2 separate regions of the Mus musculus genome follow, and region 2 is linked to region 1. Evidence: chromatin contacts called from public Hi-C data. All regions are on one chromosome and are shown on one strand. Each heading gives the region's core, a stretch centred on a gene start, on an enhancer-like site or on the middle of the called end of the contact. The rest is flanking DNA. Distances are from core to core; before and after follow the strand shown.

Region 1 (5,759 bases), core at 2,082-4,581:
CCCGCTGAAATTCTGAGACAGCTGGATCTACTTTGCTGCCTTTGTTCCGACCCAAGGAGACTGGGAAGTTAGCTTCTAGAAAGAATTATGAATACAGGGACGAGCTGTTCTCCCCTTTCACCCAAGACTCGTGGTATATGCAGAGGGCAAGAAAAAAAATCAAATATTCAGAGCAACAGAAACGGTGTTCCCCAGGTAGTTTAAAGACATCTGTAACTCTGTTGTCCAGGAATCCAGTTAAAAGATGACATAATCAATTCTTCAGTCTATCATTCTGTTATGTGTTTAAGAATAGGAGTTTAGAGGTCTGATGGAGTGAGTGGTGGGCGGTGGGGACATCTTCGTGAAGGAAGTACAGGATTTGGAACAGTCGGAGGGTGGACCAGGAGGGGAGTAAAATCTGGAGTGTAAAATCAATCAATCAGTCAATTAATCACTCACTCACTCACTCAATCAGCTTGGGCTACGGCTTGAGGCATTTAAGCAAATGTTGAGAGCATCACTGTGGGGATGGTATGAAGTAGTGTGGCACAGTGGTTGTTATCATGGGCTTTGGAGCCGAGCAGCCTGGGTCTCATCTTTGTTCTCACTAATCACACAGCCCTAGGTGAGTCATGGCCCTTCGTGCTTTGTTTTCCTGTCTCTAAGATGGCAATGACATTGTCATCTGTCTCATGCAGTTGCTGCAAAGAGTCTCTGATAAATAGGACTCAATACTTCTCAGGCACTAGCCATATATTGGTTTGTTTAGAATCAGACTCTACGGTGAATTTTGCAGACGCTGTCAGGGAAGGGAGGGCTGCTTGCTTTCCTCCTGGCTAGAGAAGAGCAAGTGATGCTGCTCTGGTTCCCTTGGGGGAGAGGGAAGGAGCTACGTCCGTGAGCATAACTCTGCTCTGCCACTGTCATAGACTGGCTTGGCTTCTGCCTGTGGCAGAAAAGAAGTTTGCAATATTAAACCGAAAAAAAAAAAATCAATCCCACTTTCCTTAACTTCCATGCCACTTGGATATGATATCCCCTCCCAGAACTACCACAGTGCCTCTTTCCTGCAGAACACTTTGGACTGTTTGTTAAACTTTTTGAAGACTAACTCTATTTTCAACCTTTACTTATATAGTATAGCCTGCATATACATGTCTACTGTGGCACCATTCATAATAGTGCATTCATAGGGAACCCATACAGGTAACTCAATACCATCGACTAGCTAGTAAGATGCAACACACGCATGCAGTGAAGTACTCACTGGCCTTAAGAACAAAATCCTGTTGCTTGCAGGAAAGTGGGATGAAACAGGACATCAGCCCGCCAAGCAAAACAGCCAGTCTCTTAAGACACACATCCTCTGCCTCACTCAGATGTGGAATCTCTTGATCTGATGTGATGTGAAGAAGTTGACATCACTAACATGGTAATGGTAGTCTTATGGCCAGGATCATTCAGGGAGCTGAGAAGTTGAACACCAAGATGCCAGCCAACATCCCATGTATGGTGAAGGTCTTCTTGCCACAACTCACTCTTTAAAAAGTTGTTTATTTGTGTATGTTAGTTTCATTTAATTTTTTTTGAGGCACAAACAGTCATTATTGGGCCCACAGTAAGGATCTTTTGGTCCTGAGAACGTCTGTGAAGCTGCTGACTCCCCACCCCCCGCCCCCATGTTCTTTTCTGCCTGTTTCCAAAGCCTCTTAAGCAGCTTCCTCCAATAGCAGCTCCTGATTCTCAGTTTCTGCTTTTCCTCCAGACTCTCGGTCACCTCCTGGTACTTCAGCATCCAGACTACCCGAATGTACAAACTTCCCAGTAGACTTTGGCCACACAACCTTGAGGGTAGAAGGTGTTGGCATTTAGTCTAGGCTCTGCCCCACAGTTACCTGGCAATAGCCAGGTGTGCCTGACTCATTATAAAAGGGGCTGCTTGCCTCCTCTTCTCTCTCCTGCCTTCCTGCTCCTGTTCCCAATCCTTACTCCCCTCTCCCCATTCCCTTCCTTCCCCCCTCTCTCCACGTGCTCATTGCTGGCCTCTACTCCTCTATTCTCTCTGACTTTCTCTCTTTCTACTACCTCAACTCTCCTCCCCATGCCCTGAATAAACTCTATTCTATACTATACCATTGTGTGGCCGGTCCTTCAGAGGGAAGAAATGTTTCAGCATGGGTCCACAGAGGCACCCCCTTTCCCCATACCTGACTGCACAGCCACCAAACAAACTCCTTCTCTCCTTATATTTTTATAAAACACAACAGAAGGGACCACCATCTGATTTTCTCCTATCGTAGCATTGAGGGATCCCAAGCAACTCTGCGAGGCATTCCGTGGCAGCCTGGTCTCACTTGGAATTGTTGGGCATCTTACTTCACACCGTGTGACAGGAGTTGCTTCTGGGGTTCAGAAGTAGCTGGGACCTCAGGAAGGGTTGGTGTTCATCCACTTTCAGAGAAAGGTCAGCTAACTTAATTTGTTTCTGTGAAAACTTCCAGAAATATTGATTCCTTCGCAGTGTGCATGCACTCCCTCCTGGACTGACAGTATCCATTTGGTCACAATGGCTGCCAGGTGTCCCAGAAGATGGCTTCAGCCATCAGGCACAAGAACCTGCCCCTCCACCATATTGGTAACCACCTGACATAGTTACATCGTACTTTGATCTTAAGCCCATTAACCTCTTTGTTTCCTGCCCCGCCCCCCATGTTGTTCACCTTTTCCAGCATATGTTTAAAATGTCCAGGTTTGGTGGTGAATAAAATATGGTCCTATTGTTGTCTCCATCATCTTTGGGTTCAGCATCAAGCCCAGAGACTGGCACATAGTAGGCACAGGGCAAATAACAATGTGAACGCAGGCTTAAAAACTCAAGCTGAGGTAGAGAATAATTAATGTAGCTGTCATAGCAGTGAGGGAGTGTCAGGGATAGCACCTCCTGTCCCAAATGAGCTAATTATTGAGGTAACTGAAAACTTTCCTGAGAAAAAAATGTGCCACACAGGGTTTAAATTTTATTCTGTCATAAAAATGCCTGTGGCATGGGAAGGAGGGGCAGGAAGGGGAAGGGGGGCACAGGAAAGTGGGAGGGATGGGTGAAGGGCAAGCAGTGTCTGCAAGAAGACCCACTAATACGCACCTCAGCGGTAAACTCTTCATTCACAGACACAAGGCCTGTAATGGAACCCCGAAGAACCTTCTTTCTCTAAGCATATGCCATAGCTGATTGATTAGGGGAGACCTTTTAATGAAGGCATTAATCAAAGAAACTCTCCAGCCTCAGAGGGAGCCTGTACTAATTAGGAGTGCCAGAACACCCACGCAGACAGTTCCAAGGCTGTGGTGGTGCAGGATGCTGTGGGTTGCTGTGGGTTGCGTGGGTTTCTGGTGCCCCTCCTGCCCTTCCCTCCCCTTTAGCGCCTGGTTGTTAAAGTCTGCATCCTCAAGGATCAGCCCAGGAGACGAGCGGCAGCCCATGAGATGAGCGGCAGCCCACGAGACGAGCGGCAGCCCAACTCCAGCGAAGACCTGGGGAGGTGGGAAACTTTCCAGCTTTTTGCAGTTTCCAAGGAATACAGAGAAACAGCTGTGCTGAGTTTCCAGCCCCTGTCTCCTGTGGTTTAGACAGTGAGGCTTCTGGCTCTCTCCTTCAATTCTGTCCTTCATTTCCTATCCGTCCATACTGATCAACATGTTCAACTCCTTCAGTGTTGTCTAGAAACTACATGTTTACATGTAGGGATATAGTCATTATGTTATAAATGTGTATTTCTTGAAATTGTACATACTATATGCCTAATTTATTTATTCTTGCCAAGTGAGTGATTGTTCTGTGAACCAAACAGCTGCCATCTTGGTGAGTTCGGCAAAAGATCATTCCAGCTAGTTTATCAATGGTTTACATGGTGGAAAGATTAGGACACAAGATTCACTCTTGAGTATATGCCTGTTCCCTGCTCCCTGGAAACTCTGCACCTGTCCTGGGGAAGAGGCTTGAATATGTCAAGGCAAGAAAAGAGTTGGCAGGGCTCATCAATAGGCTTAGCCCTGTTGGGTAAGGCTTTTCGAGTGCTGTAGAATGAAGAAGGATGCTCACAGCCCTGTGAGTATCTTTTCACCCAAGCGCTACAGGACAGCCTAATAAACTAATTGACTTCCCATGGTGGAATCACTCCTCTGGGTTTGTTAGTTTGTTGTAGGGACCTCAGAAAGAGGGGTAGACTGGCTTTATACTTCCTCAAGGGAAGGAATTTAAACAACAATTCGCATGCATTGTCTGATGGGACTGTGGTGATAGGAAGATGTAAGGCAGGCCCATAGGCTCCAGGCTCACCATCAAGACAAGCGTGTTTTCTGAGAAAACGCAGTGTCTCGTTCTCAAAGATTTCAACTGTTGCCTGTAGCTGTTGTTCAGAGCAACCTCCTTTTATGTAGTTAACCAACTGTAGATGTTTTACAAAATGTGTCCAAGTGACACCCAGACTAATCGATATGTGATTAAATAACAGAGTGTTATCACCCAGCCACATCAGCCACAGGACACTAACCACCACACAGTCCTTCCCCTCATTTAGCTTCCGTATTTCTTTAAGCCAGGCAGGCATGTTTCACTGTAGATCTCTGCTCAACAGTCCTGAGGCTCCTCTCGGTTGAGTCTTGTTTATTTTCAGATATTAGCAAATGCTGCTAAAATTAAACTGGCCCTTTGAGCCATCTTAAAAGGTTTTAATACTAGGCCTTGCTGCCTCTCTCACACGCAAGCCATTTACTTGCATATCCTGTACATCCAAATCTTGTTCCTTCCATGTGCCAAGCACTTGAAGAGGGCAGACATGGAGTGCCAATACCATGAGCTATACTCCCTCTTGGGAAGGAGATAGGCTTGCCGACAGTTTGCAGATGTGTGCACATGCACGAACACAAGATGGTGATAAATTAACAAAGCTTCTCTGAAATGACATGGGACCTCTGATGAGGGAGGCAGCATTATTCATTGTCAAGGAGACTGGTGGAGAAAGCAATTGGATAGCAGCACATTTTCCTTTCAAAGAGAAGGAGACATGTAAACTCTTGGCTCTTGCTCCTGGTTTCCATGTGTTAAATCATTCAAGGAGAAATGAATCTCACCTCTCTGGCTGGTTAGGACAAAATAAATCAAGGTATTATGCCTTAGTCCCATGATTGGTACCTTGTCCCTTTCTTTACCACACCAAAAGTAGTCTCTTCTCAAGTAAATGGGATATAAGAGAACTTTGTAGCTTACAAAATGTTTTCAAATGAAGTCTTTAACCTCATCCTTGGGAAGAAAAGGGTTGTAAACCCTGGCCCTTCTTTGGGGAATAAAACTGAGGTCTAATGAGGTTACATGCCTTGAGCAATAACTGTTGGCCAGTATTAGTGCTGACAATGTGTCCCTCCATCATTCACCAGCTTCTCCCACTCACCCAGCACAACTAAACACTGGCAATATGTTAGTTTCCTCAGGCCATTCTAATAAAGCCATCCATCTATAGATGCAGGAAATGATACCACATAGAGGTTGCATGAGGTTAACAAAGTAACATGACTGTTAGCAGCCCCCTTTGGGCACATTCACATTCCTTTGTTGCCATAACTACATAGAATAATGAACAGAGTTGCTGTAATCCCAAACAAGATCAAGATATTTAAATATGATTATCTTGGGCCAGAAAACCTTCCCAAATTGCCTAAAATTTTTCTAAATGGTAAAAGGAATCTGCAGCTGCTGGACACATCACATTTCCATCATGGGA
Region 2 (5,759 bases), core at 2,039-4,538, 120 kb after region 1:
CTTGAAGTAGCCCTGAGGAGGGATACCCAATAAGCTGTTTAAACACTGTAGAAGGTAGACTGTTCAAGCTGACGTCATGGCTCAACTAGACAACCTTTCCTCATCCTGGGAGCATGGAGGCCATGACCTGGAGGCTGAGCAAGAGTATTTCACTAAAAGGCAACAAGTGGCTTCCAATTACCCAACCCCCATTAGAAAACAATCTTTCTCTCTCATACATTTACCTTGGAAACAAATGTGTTGCAATTGGAAATTATTAACTCCTTCATGTGGATTCACTCGCACTCTTTTCTAGATTTAGAGTTGGCTAACACAGGGTTTAAGTAATGTGGAAGGAGGTGAACTTGCAAAACACTCACTTTGCAGCAGGCAGACTTGCCAGGGTGTCGTGATGGGAGATAGGACTAGACTGTACACAAATATAACCTACTCTTCCCCAAGGCCAAAGCTGCTTCGGTGAAAACCCCATGAGGAAATTCTCTCCAAAGTGAAAATTCTCTCCTACCACCAAGTGCAAAAATGAGAATGTGTAGTCCTCCAAGGATTGCTTCCTCCTGGAAGAGACAGCTCACACCCATGAAACTGACCATTCCAAGGGAGTCCAAAGTTGCTGAAAACGTCCACAAAGCCCATAGCACAGTGACTGCAATAGATAATTAAGAGTGGAAAGCTTGTGGGTTTAACATCTTCTTCAGGGAGGGGCGTGTGATGGTGTCTTAGGCCTAATCATATTAGTATTGTATCCATTCTTTCTCTCTCGACTTTCACCTCAAAAGCATTGAATGAGCCCCCAGTGCCAGCCAAGTCCAAATGCAGACATGCCAGTCAGCCAAGCATGTTTCTTTAGATGAAGTTTTTCTAACCAGGCTCACACCGGACCACTCCTTGTCAATCAGTGCCCTGGACCCCAAGCATTTACTCCTCAGCGCACAATGCTCTGTTTTCTCCCACATCCATTTGTTCTTGCTGTGTCCTCTTCCTGGAGCATCTTTGACCCTGCCCTGACAGTCAGGGCATATAGCTCATTCTAAGACATTTCCAAGGACTCCTCAGTTAGAATTAATGGGCCATCTTCTGTGCCCAAAATTGGGTCTTCTTCACCCGTTGAAATAGAATCTCCCAGATTGTTTTATGAACTTCTGTGTCTTTATAGTCTGTGTCTCTTCCATAAGCCTCAAAACTCATGGAAGGCTGATACCTGTCCCAACCATGTCTGCATCTTCACCAGAGAACATAAGAAAGATAGACACAGGCCGGGCTTGGTGACCCATACCTGAAATCTCAGCTCTCAGAGGCAGAAATGGGTAAATTCTGAAAGCGAAGTTAGTGAAGCCACATAGCAAATCTAGTCTGAGCTTGATACTAAAGTCCATATCTTAAAAACAGACAGGAAAAAAAATGAGCACAAGGTTGTTATTGAAAATGATGGCTAAGTTGCAGACAGGCTTCTGTACCTTATGTGTGATATCTCTGTGCTTCTGTAAGTAGGACAAGAATCGTGGGTGTTGGGCTACTAAGGACTACATCACTTGAGATACACTACCCACCACACATCGACTTCCAGAACTTACACATATTGGTCTCTTGGTCATTTCTGAGCTTTGAAAAGGAAATAAATAAAACTAAACACTACCCACTGTGATTGCCTCTTATGCCGAGAGTTGATATTGTCATGACTATGCTAATGGAGTTGCTAAAAATATAAGCCTTCCTAGTTACTGAGAGGTCTGGGCAGAAAGCATCATCAACCGGCAAAGCTGATTCTAAGCCAGGTCTGGGTTGGGTTTCATGGTTGACTGAGTGTGTTAATGTCAGCCAGACAGGGGCTCCCATTCCACAGCTCCTCCGGAGCTGGGCTAGATCAGGGCAACCTCTGCTACTTCATCCAACCCATCCTCTTAGAGGGAGGGGCCAGGAAGAGATCTCCTTGCCTGTCATCTACGGAGCTTCTCTTTGTGGGCTCACTGGTCCCTCTGGAAACCTTCACTTGTTTCTCTCAGGTCTGCTCAAGACGTCCCTGTGGAATGAAACCAAGCCAAGGTCTGTGTCTCCCTGACATGTGGTAGAGCCTTCCCACCTGCCTTGCTACTTTCAGAGGCTTAACACTGAGGTATTCCAAGAATTTTCCCAGTGCAGTCAGCAAGGAGGAATAGTCTTAGCCAGAGCCTTCCATCAGTGGGTCTGAAGAATCCCACTAGGTATCACTGCTTCCTCCTCCTCCTCCTCCTCCTCCTCCTCCTCCTCCTCCTCCTCCTCCTCCGCACAGTTGCCAGACAACATCCTCACCGTGATTTGGAGTCCTCCACACTGAGACAGACTGATAGAAGCCATATGAACACAAAGGGCCCAATTAAATCAGCTTTAGCTTTCTCACATTCAAATCTGAGCCTGATTCTTGATCTTGGCTTCACGAGGGGACTGTCTGGGCACCACAGTGGCAGCCCTGATATAAGTCTGGCTCGCATTCAAAGCTTGTCATCAAGCGGGGATTTCGCCACCCTGGAAATCTGTGGTCACAGGCCACTGCCCAGCCCTGTCCCCTGCCCGGCTGGGCTGTCTTCCTCTGCTTGCTCCCTTCTCTCATCCATGTTTGTCTTTTCCTCCCTGTGCTTTCCTCCTCTTCATGGCCACCTCTGCCTCCTTGCTGTTTTCCCTGGCAATCTCTTCTCCCAGCTTGCTTGCTGCTTTCCTGAATCTCCTTGTCTCTTCCTCTCTCCATCACATCTCTGCTCTTTCTCCCTTTCTCTCATGGGTGTGACTTTGTGAGTCCAGAGTGCCTGCTCATTGGATTTCTCAATACTTCTTTCTCTAAGAGTTGAGGGCAGAGGCAGGGATGGGGTCAGAAATGTGCCCTAGCCTATAGACCAGAGCCTTAAAAAGCACCTCGATTTACATACAGGAAAACTGAAACCAAGCAAGCCTCTGGGGGCTGCCTGGCTTTCGCTATTCAGAACCTGATATCACTGGGCTCTGCAGTCTTTCCTGGTGACAAGTACTGCACTCATCCTTGGCTCCCTTCCCGAGTGGTCGAGGACCAAGATGCGCTCATGGTAGCTCCCGTTCTTTTCTCTGCGGACCCACAGCTGCCTAGAGCAGAGCCTAGTTTCCTGACAAGGGTATTACCCGATGGGAGAAGCTTTGGTGATTAACGGGCAGAGATGTGGAAATTGCTCCTCCAGGCTTTCCTGCTGTGTCTGTGTCCTTTTGGGTGTTTCCTAATCTCATAAATCCAGCCAGACCTGCTGTGCTGTCTCGGGCTGCTCTCAGAGGAGAGGATCCAACTGTTAAACTGAGCTCCTCTGCCCTCTGCTGGCTCCACCGATAGCAGACAGCCGTCTTAAAAGCCCAGGGCAGGTTTTCTTCATTGTTTCACTTTAAAACGTTCTCAATGTCATAGGCAAGGTGCTCGATGCAGGAGGCACACAGAAACACGCAACATCAATTCTTCCTTCAAACTTGCAGTTTTTGAACACTTCGAGTCATAGTCTGTGCTAGGCAGCCAAACAAGGTTTAACCAATAACGCGAATTTTCTTTTTCACTGAACCATGAAATAAAAAGATTACTAAAAGGGACAACCAACCATTTCTAAATGCAGTGTTATTCCCTCTGGCCTTCCCAAATAGGTTTAGGGCTCTTTGCACAGGGACGGCCAAGACAGAAGAAGCACATGTCCTTCAGGAATGCCGCCTAATTGATGCCAGAAAGTTTCCTAAGAACGAGAACTGGAAAGGAGAACAAACTTAAAAGGTAATCGATCGTTCTGGAACTCAGTCTCCTCCTGCATTAGGTTTGAACGCTCCAGTACAGACCTGTTTACAGTCAATGACACATTTCGAAGAAGCTGCTGCCTTCTCACCTTGAGATCCACAGAGCTCACATCTCTGGAGGAGGGAAAGGGATCTTGTGTATTGGGCGCGCCCCCTTGTGGCTCTTCTTTCCACTGCCTAACCGGCGCTTTCAGAGCTCGCAGTCTTGCCCCATCCTAAGAACCAAGGACCCTTCCTGACCTGCAACCCTCTCTCGCTAGTGCTCGCTAGCATATAGTTCTCAAATAGCTTCTTTTAAGCATTTACAATGGATTAGGATGCTTCCAGTTTAATCTTCAATGAAGAAATGTGTGACTGCGGGGGCTGAATCCCCCACACTGCAGAAAGCTGGGCCACTGGAGTTCCAGGCTCAAAGCTTCCCCTGCAGCTACTCAGTCCTGATGGGGTCTCTGGCAGCAGCCAGTCCACCACTTTGGGACCTGGTTCTGACCTCTTCTCTTCCACCCTTTTAGGACAAGCTCATCACAGAGCTCCCTGGCTCTCTGCTTACCGAAACGCAGTTTACTGGCTGTAGTAAACTGAGTAGTACCCTTCTCCTCAAATTCGTGTCTCCATCCTAACCTCTCTAACTTTGTGGTACATAATGGCAGCCGTGGGGAATACAAACACTAAGCCTAGCTCTCTGCTTTCCCCCTGGCTCAGAGCGGCCCAGAGAGCTGTGTAAGATCTACACTACACTGGGATCATGATTCCGGCCCACCTCCACTGCATTCCTAGAGCCAAGCTCAGACCTCCAAGTGCTCTCTCCCAAAGAGTAGGCTGTGCCAGGGACTCTGGAGGCTAATCTTACCACTGTCACATAGGGCAACCCTACTCCCCCTCCCGACAGCCATCTGACTCCATCTCAATCAATTCCAATCGGCGCCATGATGCATCTCTTGTTGACCTGTAAGCCAGGCTTAGAACTGCCACAGTAACGGTGGACTGGGTGTGAAGATTTAAGTCTCAAGGACTGAGATTTGCTCAAACCATATCGAATTAAAGAAAGGCAGATGTTTCCTGGAACATTAGCAATGTAATGATGAGGGGCTTGGGGGTATTTTTTCCCCAATCCAATAGCATTCTAGAAAATATACTATCTGAGGAGACAAGGTCAAAAGGAGATTGAGCAGGAATATTTTGTATCTACTCAGCTTTGAGGCAGTACATATCACCATCTGCTTTGATTGCTGATGGGGACTCATCCCTCCCACTCTCTCATTTACCCTGGCTCTGCATCTCTTACTCAGGAAAACTTTTGGATAAATTGACGAACCAATGCCATGCCTTGGGAAAAAAATAAACCATTGGCTAAGCAACATTTGACAGCAGGAGTCACGGGGAAACAGATGTCAACGTTGGGTTTCTACCAAGAGTTCTGCTTCAGCAGAAAACTGTGTTCTTAGATTGCCACAAGAGGAGAAAGGAGCCCCAGGCAGGAAGGAGTCCTGCTGCGTGTAGTGAGTACAGAAGATGCTCTGAAGATGTTCTCTCCATTCCTCCAGAGCCTCAGCCTAAGCTCATCTAATGCTATGTCTTTGTGGGCAATCCCCATTTTCTTCTCTTAAAAGGAGTAAAAGGAGGCCAGACTTTTTTTTTTTTTCTTGTATCCAGAGCACTCTGCCCGTCAGGCAAGTGTTCTCTCAGTGAGTTATAGCACAGACCTTCTGTACACTTGTGACAACTTCATAGGACTAAGGCAAAAGCATGCACCCTGACTTCTAAGAAGCCACAGGACAAAGGGGCAGTCATACTCCTAAATAATTCTTTAACAAGACGTATTATATGCTTGCTTGTTTTCCATTAGAGCAATTACCTTATTATCTGTCGGTAGTTTGCCTGCCTGTTGGTCCCTTGTTAAAAAGCCCTCGCCTTTGTTGCTAAAGAACTTTTCTTAACATCAGGGACAATGTTTTCCTGTCTTGGTTTGCCCTGAAAACAGCCTGAAATAA

What was found. Hi-C and Micro-C count contacts between places; a contact is called where the count stands out from the background.
Region 2: a contact with region 1 is called in a Hi-C map of the HPC-7 cell line, with 6 times the contacts expected there. The contact joins two enhancer-like sites. A contact is called at or near these places in 7 of 39 promoter capture datasets (3T3-L1-derived adipocytes, the HPC-7 cell line, cranial neural crest and 4 more), 1 of 15 datasets of contacts at CTCF or cohesin (CD8 T cells), 11 of 484 Hi-C or Micro-C datasets (the HPC-7 cell line, cortical neurons, cumulus cells and 6 more), 1 of 115 datasets of contacts at active chromatin or transcription factors (neural tube) and 1 of 9 other capture datasets (embryonic stem cells).

Annotation. Positions count from the first base shown.
Region 1 is chr16:23,777,515-23,783,273 of GRCm38.p6, forward strand. No RefSeq gene overlaps it. Among named protein-coding and RNA genes, the nearest start is that of Gm31430, 66 kb to the right of the region's middle. Within about 2 kb of position 3,332, at least 6 of the 459 cell types and tissues checked have an H3K27ac peak or open chromatin away from gene starts, as enhancers often do. A contact at or near this core is called in the HPC-7 cell line, where this site is marked.
Region 2 is chr16:23,895,138-23,900,896 of GRCm38.p6, forward strand. No RefSeq gene overlaps it. Among named protein-coding and RNA genes, the nearest start is that of Sst, 7.2 kb to the left of the region's middle. Within about 2 kb of position 3,289, at least 58 of the 459 cell types and tissues checked have an H3K27ac peak or open chromatin away from gene starts, as enhancers often do. A contact at or near this core is called in the HPC-7 cell line, where this site is marked.